Regions from separate parts of the Triticum aestivum genome. Here region 1 is linked to region 2. The links are chromatin contacts, called in public Hi-C maps. All regions are on one chromosome and are shown on one strand. Each heading gives the region's core, a stretch centred on a gene start, on an enhancer-like site or on the middle of the called end of the contact. The rest is flanking DNA. Distances are from core to core; before and after follow the strand shown. Region 1 holds the start of LOC123092271 (ABSCISIC ACID-INSENSITIVE 5-like protein 2). Region 2 holds the start of LOC123092270 (vegetative cell wall protein gp1).

Evidence for each region. Hi-C and Micro-C count contacts between places; a contact is called where the count stands out from the background.
Region 1: a contact with region 2 is called in a Hi-C map of leaf, with 4 times the contacts expected there. The contact joins the promoter of LOC123092271 here to the promoter of LOC123092270 in region 2. A contact is called at or near these places in 4 of 5 Hi-C or Micro-C datasets (leaf and root).

Annotation. Positions count from the first base shown.
Region 1 is chr4B:385,464,644-385,470,592 of IWGSC CS RefSeq v2.1, forward strand. It overlaps LOC123092271 (ABSCISIC ACID-INSENSITIVE 5-like protein 2), which reads left to right and starts at 1,299. Exons shown (of 4, transcript XM_044513990.1): 1 at 1,299-1,423; 2 at 1,518-3,416; 3 at 3,511-3,582; 4 at 4,827-5,211. The coding sequence starts at 2,892. The coding sequence ends at 4,907.
Region 2 is chr4B:385,300,629-385,306,677 of IWGSC CS RefSeq v2.1, forward strand. LOC123092270 (vegetative cell wall protein gp1) reads left to right here and starts at 2,594. Exons shown (of 3, transcript XM_044513988.1): 1 at 2,594-2,729; 2 at 4,120-4,229.

The DNA of each region.
Region 1 (5,949 bases), core at 49-2,548, 160 kb after region 2:
CCATTGGGCGATCATCCAAACGGTCTGCAACAAATGGCATGGGATCGTTGAGGAGATCGCGACTTGCCAGGAAAGCGGCGCCAACGTCGAGGGTCAGGTATGCACAGCCGCCGGCTCTCGCTTCTTTCCGACGTGTACGTCGCCGACACTTGTTCTTTGGCGCAGATGTTTCGGATGTTTACCGCGAGGACAGCAATGACCAAGAGTTCAAGTTCCTCCACGTGTTCACCCGGATCAAGAAGTGCGAGAAGTGGACGGATGTCCGGCGCACCCTCGCCAAGGCCAAGGAGACGTACAAGCCGGACGCGCCCACCCCGGGGACGACGGATGGGCGCCCTGACGGCAACAAAAGAGCCATGACGCCACACCGGCTGCAATCGTCGATCAAGCAGTGCATCACCGACGCCAAGAACCACGCCGCCAACAGGGAGGAGAAATCCGAGACGCTGTGGTCGGCGTTGATGACAAACAGCGTCGTCAAGCTCGACCTACTCCGGACCAATGCCGCTGCGAAGAAGAGGAACACCGACCTGGCGTTCTTGATGGGAGCGGACATGTCGACGATGGACGAGCAGGTCAAGGTGTGGTACTTGGCGGAGCACGACCTCATCTTGAACCAGATGCCTTCGACTACCGCGCCTACGTCTACTCCCACGCCGACCCCAACACCGACGCCCAGCCCGAGCACATAAGCCACGCCGACACCGAACAACCCGAGCACAGTGATGCCAACGCCGACGCCAGCCAGTCCCACGCCAAAGGAGCCCGTCGTTTGATGCATTCCTTTGTCTAAGCGTCCCTTCATGTTTGATCGCCGAACTGTGACATGGTGATCGCCGAACTTTGTGGTGTTTTTTGGCAACGAGAAAAAACAAGTTTAAATTTATGTGTGTCTTGGGGTCAAAATCTGGGGTGCGGCTGGGAACTGCATCGCCTCCAGGGTGAAAAACCGCCGACGCATCGGCCAAACTGCTATCAACGGCGTGCTGGGGGCCGAACGGTTGAAGATGCTCTTATTGGTTAATCGATCAAGTTGAACGACTTCAAACGTGTCTTGGGCGCAGTCGGCATTTCCGCACCAGCCTAGCTCATTTACCGGGCATCCCTGCATTTGGGCAGCAGCCTAGGATGCGTTTGATTGCTAGGCTATCCCTCCACTGGATAGGGATAGCCGTTTTTTGAATGGATGCACCCGTTTGGTTCTTTGGCGAGCTGGGATGAGAAAGGATATGGTCAGCCGGATTCTTCGAATATTCCTTTGAAATTCGGCTCCGCACGTCCGTGAAAAAGTCGCGGACATGGGCATCCCTCGCGCGGGCGAATCGTTTTCCGCAGCCTCGCTCGTTCACCACCCCTTCTATCCCCTTTATTTTCTATCTCATCGGTGGCGATGGCCACAAGAGATCCAACCATGGCGTCGGAGGTGAGCGCACGGCACCATGGCTCTCTCCTTCCATATCTTCCTCCCCGCCATGACCTCTCTCCTTCTTTTCTTCCATCTCCCGCTCGAGTTGTAGCTAGCAGAGGTCATGGCGGAAACTGCAGATATGTGAGATTCGCGCGCGGGCGTCGGTGCCCTGTGGATGGAGGTGGTTCTCCCCGACCGGTGCTCCCACCGGCGGCATAGCGTGGGCGTGGCCCTTTGGGAGAGAGGAGACGAGTCATGCTGGCTGCTCTAGTGCTTGGTGGCTGCTGCTCCTAACCGTCGCGCTTGAACTTCTGAGCACAGATCTGGCCTCCTCCCCTCTTGATTTCTTCTGATCTGGCCTCTTGTGTGCACAGCCGGCTGTCCAGATGCATGTGGACTTAGTGCTTTGAAGAATTTGTCCCCATCGAGGAACGATGTGATGCTAAATCGGTGTTCAATAGGAACAACGCAATGCATATGTAGTTTGTGTGGACGGTGGATAAGTTTCCTAGCTAATTGCTAGAAATGCAAACTGTTTTCGTATGCATATGCTTTGTTTATTGCAAAAATCGGATTCCAGTGCTTATCCATCACTCGTCACTCAAACCAAACAAAAACTCGGCTAACCTCACCCACCCAAACCAAACAAGAAAAATGGTTATCCTTGTCCAGCTGGCTGAGGATACCACTAACCACTCTAGTCTGTCCATTAAACCAAACACACCCCCTCTGGCGTCCTAAGCTTCTCCTTCCTACAGCTAGAGCCTAGAGGTCAAACCAATGTGGTTCACACAAGTGGTATATTCACGGCACGATTCGCCCCTGAATCTTTGCCTACTTTCGGCTCCCGTTGGGAATGTTTTCCTTTGCTTGGAGGAGATACGGCATCGTTTACTAGTCGTAGTATTTGCTACTAGGTCGAAATTCCAGCAAATTTTGCACAGCACGCCTGAATGGAGCGGACTGTTGAGCGGGCCCGGTCTCTGTGGCACTCGCTGACCCGCTGTCACTGCTCGCTAGCCAGCCTGCATAGGCTGCAGCGCCCCGCCCACCACAAGTAAAATAAAATAAAATAAAAATTCCACCGGGCGAAAAGGCGATGGAATTGAAAGCAAAGGCAGGAACCTTGGCTGGCCTCGCTAAAAAGCCAGGAGCTCTTTCCCCCTCTCTCTCTCTCTCTCTCTCCCTCCTCCCTTTTTGGATTCTTCCCATCTTGAGGCATCGCCTGTCTGCCCCCATCGGCCCAAGCCCACCACTCCCTTTGAGGAATCGTAAATTCTTGCCTCCCCGACTCTGCTCCTTCTTCTTCTTCTTCTTCAGCTGTCCAGCCAGCCTCGCCTCCAAGGGAAGGGAAAGGAGAGGAGTGGTGGAGCGGCATCTCTCCGTGCTGCCATGCAAGTGCACGCTCACGTTTCTTGCAGGTGTTCCTTCCGCGCGGCCAGTGAGTACTCTACTGGTGAGTGAGGAGTGAGTGGGTGAGTGAATGGGAACTCAGGCAATGCCGTCCGGTGGGGCCATCTCGCGCCAGGGCTCGCTCTGCAGCCTCACGCTGAGCGACGTCGAGGGCCAGCTGCACGGCGTCAACCTCGACAACCTCCTCCGCACGGCCGGCTCGGCCAGGAGGACGGCTGACGAGGTGTGGCGGGACATCCACGGCGCCGACGGCGGCACCAGCCGCCCGCGGGCCCAGATGACGCTGGAGGACTTCCTGTCCAGGCCCGGTGGCGACGCGGGGGGCGCCCACTGGGCCGAGCAGTACAATCCCCCGGCCCCGGTGCCGGGGCAGCAGCGCCACAACAACGTCGGCCGTCCCCTGCCGCGGCCGCTGGGGGTGGGCGCCGGGCCGGTGCTGGACGCGCTGTACCACGACCACGACCACGACGGGGCCACCATGTCCGGGCAGAAGCGTGCCGCCGTGGGCGGCCCCGGGGAGAAGACGGTGGAGCGGCGGAAGAAGCGGATGATCAAGAACCGGGAGTCGGCGGCGAGGTCGCGCGCGAGGAAGCAGGTGGGCCCCTCCCCCTTGAGGCCCCAAATCTCTCTTGCATTTGTTGCACGCTCACAAGGTCACCCGCTCCAAATCTCTCTTATTATTATGGCAGGCGTACACGAACGAGCTCGAGAACAAGATCTCCCGACTGGAAGAGGAGAACGAGCAGCTCAGGAGTTACAAGGTATACAACTAAATCTCAAGTTTTCCTCAGAAAAAGGAAAACTAAATCTCAAGTTGCTAGGCAGGCTCGCTCAAGAGAAGAACAATATTATTACTACTTCTTGTCGATTTTTATGCTGCCTACTAAACGCCCTTAGTAGTAACACAATTCCCTAATACTAGTAGCTAACGTAGGACAAATTTGCTGAGACGAAACAAACCGCTATCCATTGGCAATCAACGTCGGGTGGTCAATCAGTGGGAGCCAAACTGTTCATTTGTGCTGATGCATGTATAGCGTGGTCTGCTATTGCTGATGAGCCCGGCCTGTGTTTCTTTCTTTCGCTGTCTGTGCGTCGTTGGCTTTGCTCTGGAGTGGTTACCAGAGGATGTCAGATGATGATGGATGCACCATAAAGTTCTGCCCAATCAAATACTAGGCACCTTGTCACTGCTTCATCTTGCACAAAAACTTATCCCGTTACCTTGTGTCAATATTTTTTCACCCTACCAAAACTACTTTTTGCAACTTGTAGTGTTTTTTCTAAAGAAGATAGTACAATCGTGGATAAATAATGAGCCAACATGCTGAGCTGCATTTTTTTAACGGATAACACGGTCGATGATCAATCATTTCCATCTATCTCACCTCCCTTCAGAGGAATAGTCAATGACTATTCCCTGCTGATTGGACACTAGTTCACTAGTATAGGATAACAAGATGGTTATTTTCTTAACCTACTGGATGGAACTAAAATTAGGGCTTTGGGAAGGTTTTATTTATCTCGTTGTCTGCCACCTCAGTTCCTTCATCACCACTTCACTACTCTACCATGCAGTCAGCATCACAGTACTTATTAGTAGTAGTAAGATAATAGCTCCTTCCCAGCTCCATGCTGATAAATAAATACTCCTCCAGTATTGTTGCCCATCTCTTTCAGCTTTGATGTGCAAAATTTACTGGTATCCATGTAGTAGTACTAGAAGATTTTGCACATCTACCTCGCACCGCACATTTTTCGTTTTCTGTAGTACTAGTCTTGTGCTCCTTTCCATGCACATGTCATGAAATCTGAAGACAGCATGTATAAGCCTGCCAGTGACAACATCTCCGAAAGGTGAGATTTGTGTCCTTGTCTGCATTTTTTCGTGCGTACGAAATCCTGACCCCCACTGCCTAGAAAATTGTGAGCCCGAATCCGTGTGCGCGGCAAAATGTATCTTCAGTTTTGCAGACCTGACGGGTCGAGTTGCTGTGTGATGCAGGCATTTGAACCGGTGGTGCACTGTGTGCCGCAGCAGGAGCCGAAGAACCAGCTCCGACGGAGGAACTCGGCCAGCTTCTGATCATCATGTTAATAGTACTAGTGGTGAACTGCCTGGCACTAAGGTCGCAAAATTTGTAACTGATTACTCCGTAAAACATTTAGCTAGTATTAGTAAGAATACTCCTCTGCAGTCTCCGACTTGCTGTGATGCATGGCAATTGCTGGTTGCTGCACACGGCATTGCACTCCTATCCTGCCTTTTTTTCCCCCAACTGGTGCATTGCTTTCTGCAGCCTGTGATTGCGAGAGTATTCCAATTAAGCTGTAATGTTGTACTATCTGGAAACAGAATTGCTAGCCTAGCGGTCATATTCCATCCCTTCTGTCATTGCATCATTACCTTTTATAGTTCACACAAAAGATCAGCGGGATTTATTTAAAACTATAACATAAACTATACATCAACATTGGTCTTTGATTTATATACGTTAATGTGGTCTTTGATTTATATATTAAAAAAAGGCAGGATGAATGTGACCTCAGGAAGCGGCTCAAAAGGAGGGTCATGAGTTTGGCTGTTCTTGCAAGGGCGCGAAAAAAGCAATGTGCTAGGCTTGCTAACCTCAAGGAGGGGGATGCGAATACCAAGTTTTTTCATCGTCGCGTCAATGCGAGGCGTCGCAAGAACCACATCCACCGGCTCAAACACAACCAAGGGTGGGTCACCGACCATGACCACAAAGAAGCGAGGGACTATGATTTTAACTGGGATGAGCTTGACTTGGGCTCTCATGACCTCACGGCGTTGGGGGAGCCCATCTCACTGGAGGAGGTCCAGGAGGCGATCAATCAAATGCCAAGTGACAAAGCGCCCGGATCTGATGGGTTCACGGGGCTTTTCTTCAAGAAATGTTGGGACACCATCAAGGATGACGTCATGAAAGCCATCTCTCTCTTCAGCAACCTCCGAACCGCAAATCTGCAATGGCTAAACTCCACTAATGTTGTTCTTCTTCCGAAGAAGGAGGGAGCCGAGGGCATCCTGGATTACCGCCCCATCAGCCTCATCCATGCGGTAGGCAAGATCATTGAGAAAGTTCTGGCCATCCGGCTTGCTAGCC
Region 2 (6,049 bases), core at 1,344-3,843:
TAGTCCAGTTTCCTTAGTGATTGATGTTGTTGGTACAGAATCTACTAGTACTTGATGGCCCATATCGTCCAGCCACATCCGAGCCGCTATGGTGTGGAGGCTGGGAGCTCCTAAGCCGCGCCTTTAGCGCCCGTAACGCGTACTGGCGCCCACGCGCTGCCTACCTGATATTAATATGAGATCATGCTCCATTCAAGATCTAACACCTTTCTTCACACATTTGTAGAAATGCTTGCCTGCTTTCTCGCCGCCACGACCAGGTGATAATCAGCTGCGCAATCTGGGCAGGGATAAAGGGCAGCTTCTCCTCGTATGCTGAGTTAGACAATGACTAAGGCCGGATGGGAAAGCGATCTGGTTCATGGGATGGATTAATATGAGAAACATGTTTTGGCGCAGATGGATTTACCCAGGGAAAGGGATCGTGTAGGAGAAGATTGACATCATTTTTTTATAGGGGAAAGGAGAAGATTGGTCGGTAGCTCCAATGGTTAGTCCAGTTTCCTTAGTGATTGATGTTGTTGGTACAGAATCTACTAGTACTTGATGGCCCATATCGTCCAGCCACATCCGAGCCGCTATGGTGTGGAGGCTGGGAGCTCCTAAGCCGCGCCTTTAGCGCCCGTAACGCGTACTGGCGCCCACGCGCTGCCTACCTGGGCCTGGCCCAACATGGCCGACGTGCCTGGTTAACCAACCGCTCTCAGGATTAAAACGCTGCGCAGTGAAAATTAACAAAAAACAGCAAAAAGGTGCGCCTCTCAGGATTCAAACTAGGGACCATGTCTTCCTGTACAAGTATGCCTAACCACTAGAACAAATAAACTTTAGTGAACTATTGAAGCGCCAACAGTATAAATACGATCGTCCGGTTCATCAAATTTTAAAAAAGTTCATCGAATTTGAAAAAAGTTCATCAAAATCTAGAAAAAGTTCATCAAATTTGAAAAATGTTCATTGATTTTTTAAATGTATTATTCGCTTTTTGTTCGTGATTTCAAAATGTGTTCATAGTTTTAAATTTATTCACTTTTTCAAATTTTATTCGCAATTTAAAATTGTTCAGTCTACATCAAAAAATGTTCAATGGGTATTTAAATGGTTTTTCAGCACAAATCACAAAATTGTTCAATGTGTAGTTAAAAATTGTTCAGATTATATTACAAAAATGTTCAATGTATTAAATTTGTTCATCTTATACCAAAAAAATGTATAAATATGTTTTAAATTATTTCAATGTATATCACAAAAATGTTCTCTGTGTAGTTAAAAATTGTTCATCGAACACCGAAAAAATGTTCAGTGTATATTTAAAAATCGCTCGTCGTATATAAAATTTTGTTCATGTTCTCAATAATTGTTCACGTTTTAAAAAATTATGGAATTTGAAATTTTCATCGAATTTTAAAAAAAGTTCATCGATTTGATAAATGTTCATTCAATTAAAAAAATTTCACGAATTTAAAAATTCGCATTTTTAGGAAAATAAAAAAGGAAAATGAGAAAAGAAAAAGAAAAAAGCGAACAGAAATTAAAAAATCAGCGAGCAGTGAAAGCTGGTTTGGTGGGCTCTCGCGGCCTACGTAAATAAAAAAACGCAAATAAGTAAATGGACACAATAGGTACGCTGGTCTGTTGGTTAGTGAGCTGCCGTTTGAATGGAGAGATCGTGAGTTCGAGCCTTCACATTCGACATAGGATTTTTGGTGCAGTTTTTTAACAGAAAAAAAGAAGTAAACGGGCCGGCCCAGCGCGACGCGGGGGTGTGCGCCCGTTTCGGGCAACAGAAGAAAAACGGGCGCTTAAGGCGCCCGTTAGAAAATGCCGTAAAGGCTGACGGCGTAATGTTGTCTGTAAGTTAGACGTGGGCCCTGCATGAATATATGTATACCTAAGTTATACATGGGCCTGTACGCTTTGCTTTGGAAATCTCGAGAGGGACCGATGGGATGGATATCGTGTGCATCTGTGCCCGAGCGTAGAATGGCACTTTCGACATAGGATTTTTGGTGCAGTTTTTTAACAGAAAAAAAGAAGTAAACGGGCCGGCCCAGCGCGACGCAGGGGTGTGCGCCCGTTTCGAGCAACAGAAGAAACGGGCGCTTAAGGCGCCCGTTAGGAAATGCCGTGAAGGCTGACGGCGTAATGTTGTCTGTAAGTCAGACGAGGGCCCTGCATGAATATATGTATACCTAAGTTATACATGGGCCTGTACGCTTTGCTTTGGGAATCTCGAGAGGGACCGATGGGATGGATATCGTGTGCATCTGTGCCCGAGCGTAGAATGGCACTTTCGACATCGTTGTGCCTATATAAACATGTCGTAAGATCAAATTGTTCTACATCAAACAATCTGCCTTGCTTACATTGGGATGGGCTTTGCCTCCTCTATAGTCAGTAAAACAAAATGACCAAATCTAACTATTTCATGGTAAGTTGAAAATATTTATACCAAGAAACCCGAACAATACATTACTGCCCTTAAGTTCGCATTTATACCTCTACTCCTAATGGAGCAGTTGGTGAATAGTCCGCGCGGTTTTTTTTTCGCTGGTTTATTTTTGTCTGGTTTTTTTTCTCTCCCCTTCCACCTCTTGCCCACAGGAAAAAAAACCGTATCACCAACCACGAACAATGAACACATACAACGCCGCTGCCCTCGATCCCTTCGACCGTGCTCCCCTCGATCGCCTCCGACGTTACAATCTTGCCGCCGCCGCCAAGCCGAGGTACGGGATCGCCTCCATCACGTTCCTTCCCTGGCCGCCCCTCCCTGGATCCACCCCTCGCGATGCCGCCGCTCTCTCTCCCTCTTACCGCGATGCGGCGCCGCCCCCATCTGCCGCTCCGCCGCCGCCGCCACCTCCCTCCCCCTGGCTTCCCCTATCTCCCCCTTAGCCACCTCCACCCCCACCCTTCCTCTCCATTGCCGGATCCGGTTACAGATCATCAAGGTTAGGCGAGGGAGCTCCATGTCCATGGCGCACGCGTGCTCATCAAGGAAGCGGCTCCCGGATCTTGATCGCGCGGCCGTGACGGAGGGGATCGAGGTGGACGCCGCCGCCGCTGAAGACCAAGCCCCCACCTTGTCCAGAATCACTTCCGCCGTCGTGTTCCACCATGGAAGGAGGAGGCGGCTCAAAGTCTCCCTCGCTGCCGGCTCCAGATGCAGCTGTCGCCATGGGTGAGCGCCTCATACACGACCAGTTTTGATGGATTAGTGGCCACATGCACGTGTAGTGACGAAGCAGTTCTACATGACGAGGCTCAGACGGCGTCTTGATCCCGAAGCAAAGTATGCTTTGTTTCCCTCTCTGATCTCACCCTGGATCAACCAATAGCTAGAGATCTGAATGAGAATAGGTTCATTTATGTTAATAAGGTCTTCAAATCATATTTAGGAACGGAGGGATTAGTTCATTAGAGGAAAATACCACGTCACTTGTAATGGAATTTCACGTGTCAAACATATATGTGTGCTGACTACATGCCCCTGCAAGTGTGTTGATTCTCATGTCAGTTTAGTGATTGTAGTTATATCCCAAGTTCATTTACATCTGCAGACTACATGCAGACTCTACATGCAGTTGCTTGTTTATAAACTATGTTTAGGCGTTTGTTTGTTTTCCTCCAGCTGTGCACTAAATTAGTACTATCTCCAAGTACACGAACTTGAAAACTTTCTAAGATTCGTACACACCTTCAGGTAGAGATGCTTGGTTTTTTTCTCTAGAATTTCTATACATTTTAAGTGGATGAGCCGCCCATATATTCATTAGAAAATGATGGATGTGACCCTATTTAAAATGACTTTCGGATTTTGTTTTCCAAGTAAGATCAGAAAGCCGACAGCGTTTCTATTATGCTTCAGGAGAAATTTGGATCTTTTTAGATAGTTATTGCAACCATCTGTCTGAATGAGTATAAAAACAACGCTATGAGGTAATGCAAGCATGAGGGTGCCTCTTTTCACAATATGCGAACATATGGGCTACTCGAGGCTTTATGCTGTTTTTCAATCTAAGGCACGTGAAACTTTACTGTCGTTATTTTACATACCAATATCATTGCTTCCTCCAATTTCAATTGATTTTCATTTCCTGATTCATGTGTGTATAGGACAAAGAGGAGATAAAAGGAGTATTGGAAAGCTTAAAACCAGCCCCACAAAACCACTCTGCCTGGAGAAAGAAGACAATATTTGGCATGATCTGTTTCATCTACTATAGGTAACTTGGTATTTTATTGTGCACACACTATATTTTCATGTAAAAATAATCTAGAGGCTTGTTCTCTGAGGCCATATCAAGCAAGCTTCTGATGGAGAAGAAAGAAGCAATTCTTCTCTTCAATTCAAACAATTGATTTGTTAAGTTGTTTTCAGTTTGAGGTGTCAAAATGAGAACTTGGAGGATCAAGACCTTTGAACTGAAACCAAAATTAAGATATACCACGACACCGGGACACATAGAGTAGCTAACTAGATGTATGGTATTTCCAGAAAATAACTATACAATAAAGTAGGACACCAGAAAAATCAAGTAGGGAACCTGATGGGTTACCCTCTTCGGTAAAAACTTGGTTCATGTATAATCTATTGAGAAATCACAGAGTCAAAAATCGTTGTCCCGTTCTCTTCGGTAACGATTTTTTATTTAGTAATCCTGCGCCTCAAAGTTCGTAATCCTGTAATGCATCCTTGAAATCAGTTTGTTCTCCACCATTGAGTATCATACATGATGCATCAACGGGTTAGGTAGAAATTGCCTGCCCTAAAACCTGCATGACAACCAGACTGCCACATTTATTCAGTGCAACTCATCCCGCTTCAGCATCGAAGTTTCAAGGGGCCATGAGAGCGGAGGTAGCCAAGTCGTTGTCGCATTAAGGCAGAGTGAGGACGTAATTATCTCATTAGCGTTCAGTGCTGGTTCGATAAACAACCTTTGATCCGTGTGGTTTGTTATATATCTACTGATCCATGAAGAAACTTTTCACTGGATACTTGTCACCTGTTTAAACAATTATCTTTTGATTAGTAGTTTCTCTACGCAAGTTTTTTTTATCTAATTGTTGCATTCTTCATAGGTTTATAGGGGTATTTTGTAACCTGGAGCAATCAGACACACTTTCTATAAGGAAATGAAATCTGAACATCTGTTTGGTTTTAATATGTAAACTAATGTACCTACTTAGAGTGATCTTTTAACTCAATGAAAATTACAGAAATTTGCTTGGTAAAGGCCTCATGTCACTTGAGATCAAAGAGCTCAAGCTACTTGAAAAGCAACTTGATTCATCCTCAAGATACATAAGATCCAAAAGACTAATTGATTTCTTTCGGTATAAATTGTTCCTTTGTCCTGCTTATTTCTACTGTGTTAAATAATCATAGGCAATATTATGCTGCTAAATGTAGGGTTTCATGATCACTTTTGACCTGTGTTGTAGGTAGATTACACCTATTTTTGTCTTGCTTTGTTTTTAAGTAAAATTGAGCAGGGCGTGTGCTCTGTTCAAACAATAAACAAAATAGAGTATCCTCATGCTGTAAATATACCTCAGTTTTTTTTTTCAATGGACAAAACACATCTCAGGTTAGTGAGCTTCCCTGTACACTACATCTCTATTGAACTATGTGCAGTTTTCAGCTTGATGTCTTTGATTTAATGTCATCATTCTAGGACTGGAAAATTTAGCATTAGACATATTGATTCAGTAATGCAATTAATGCATCATAAAAACTAGGAATAATTTGGCTGTGTCGTCCTCGATATGTTATGACACAAAAATGTTGATCATTTTCACGATTGTAGACACATCATATGCTTCATCATCTCACTGGTCTCTAGAGCAAGGTATGCTCTTAACAAAATAAATTTTATCATATTATGTATTCATAAATTTTCTCACACAAATTTATTCAGATATAAAATCAACTGTACACTGAATAATTTTGTAAGAAAAGATCTTTTGAGAAGAAAATAAGTGCCTTAGAAGAAAAGAAAATGTCATTTCCCATTGCATGTATTAATTAGATTACTGAATT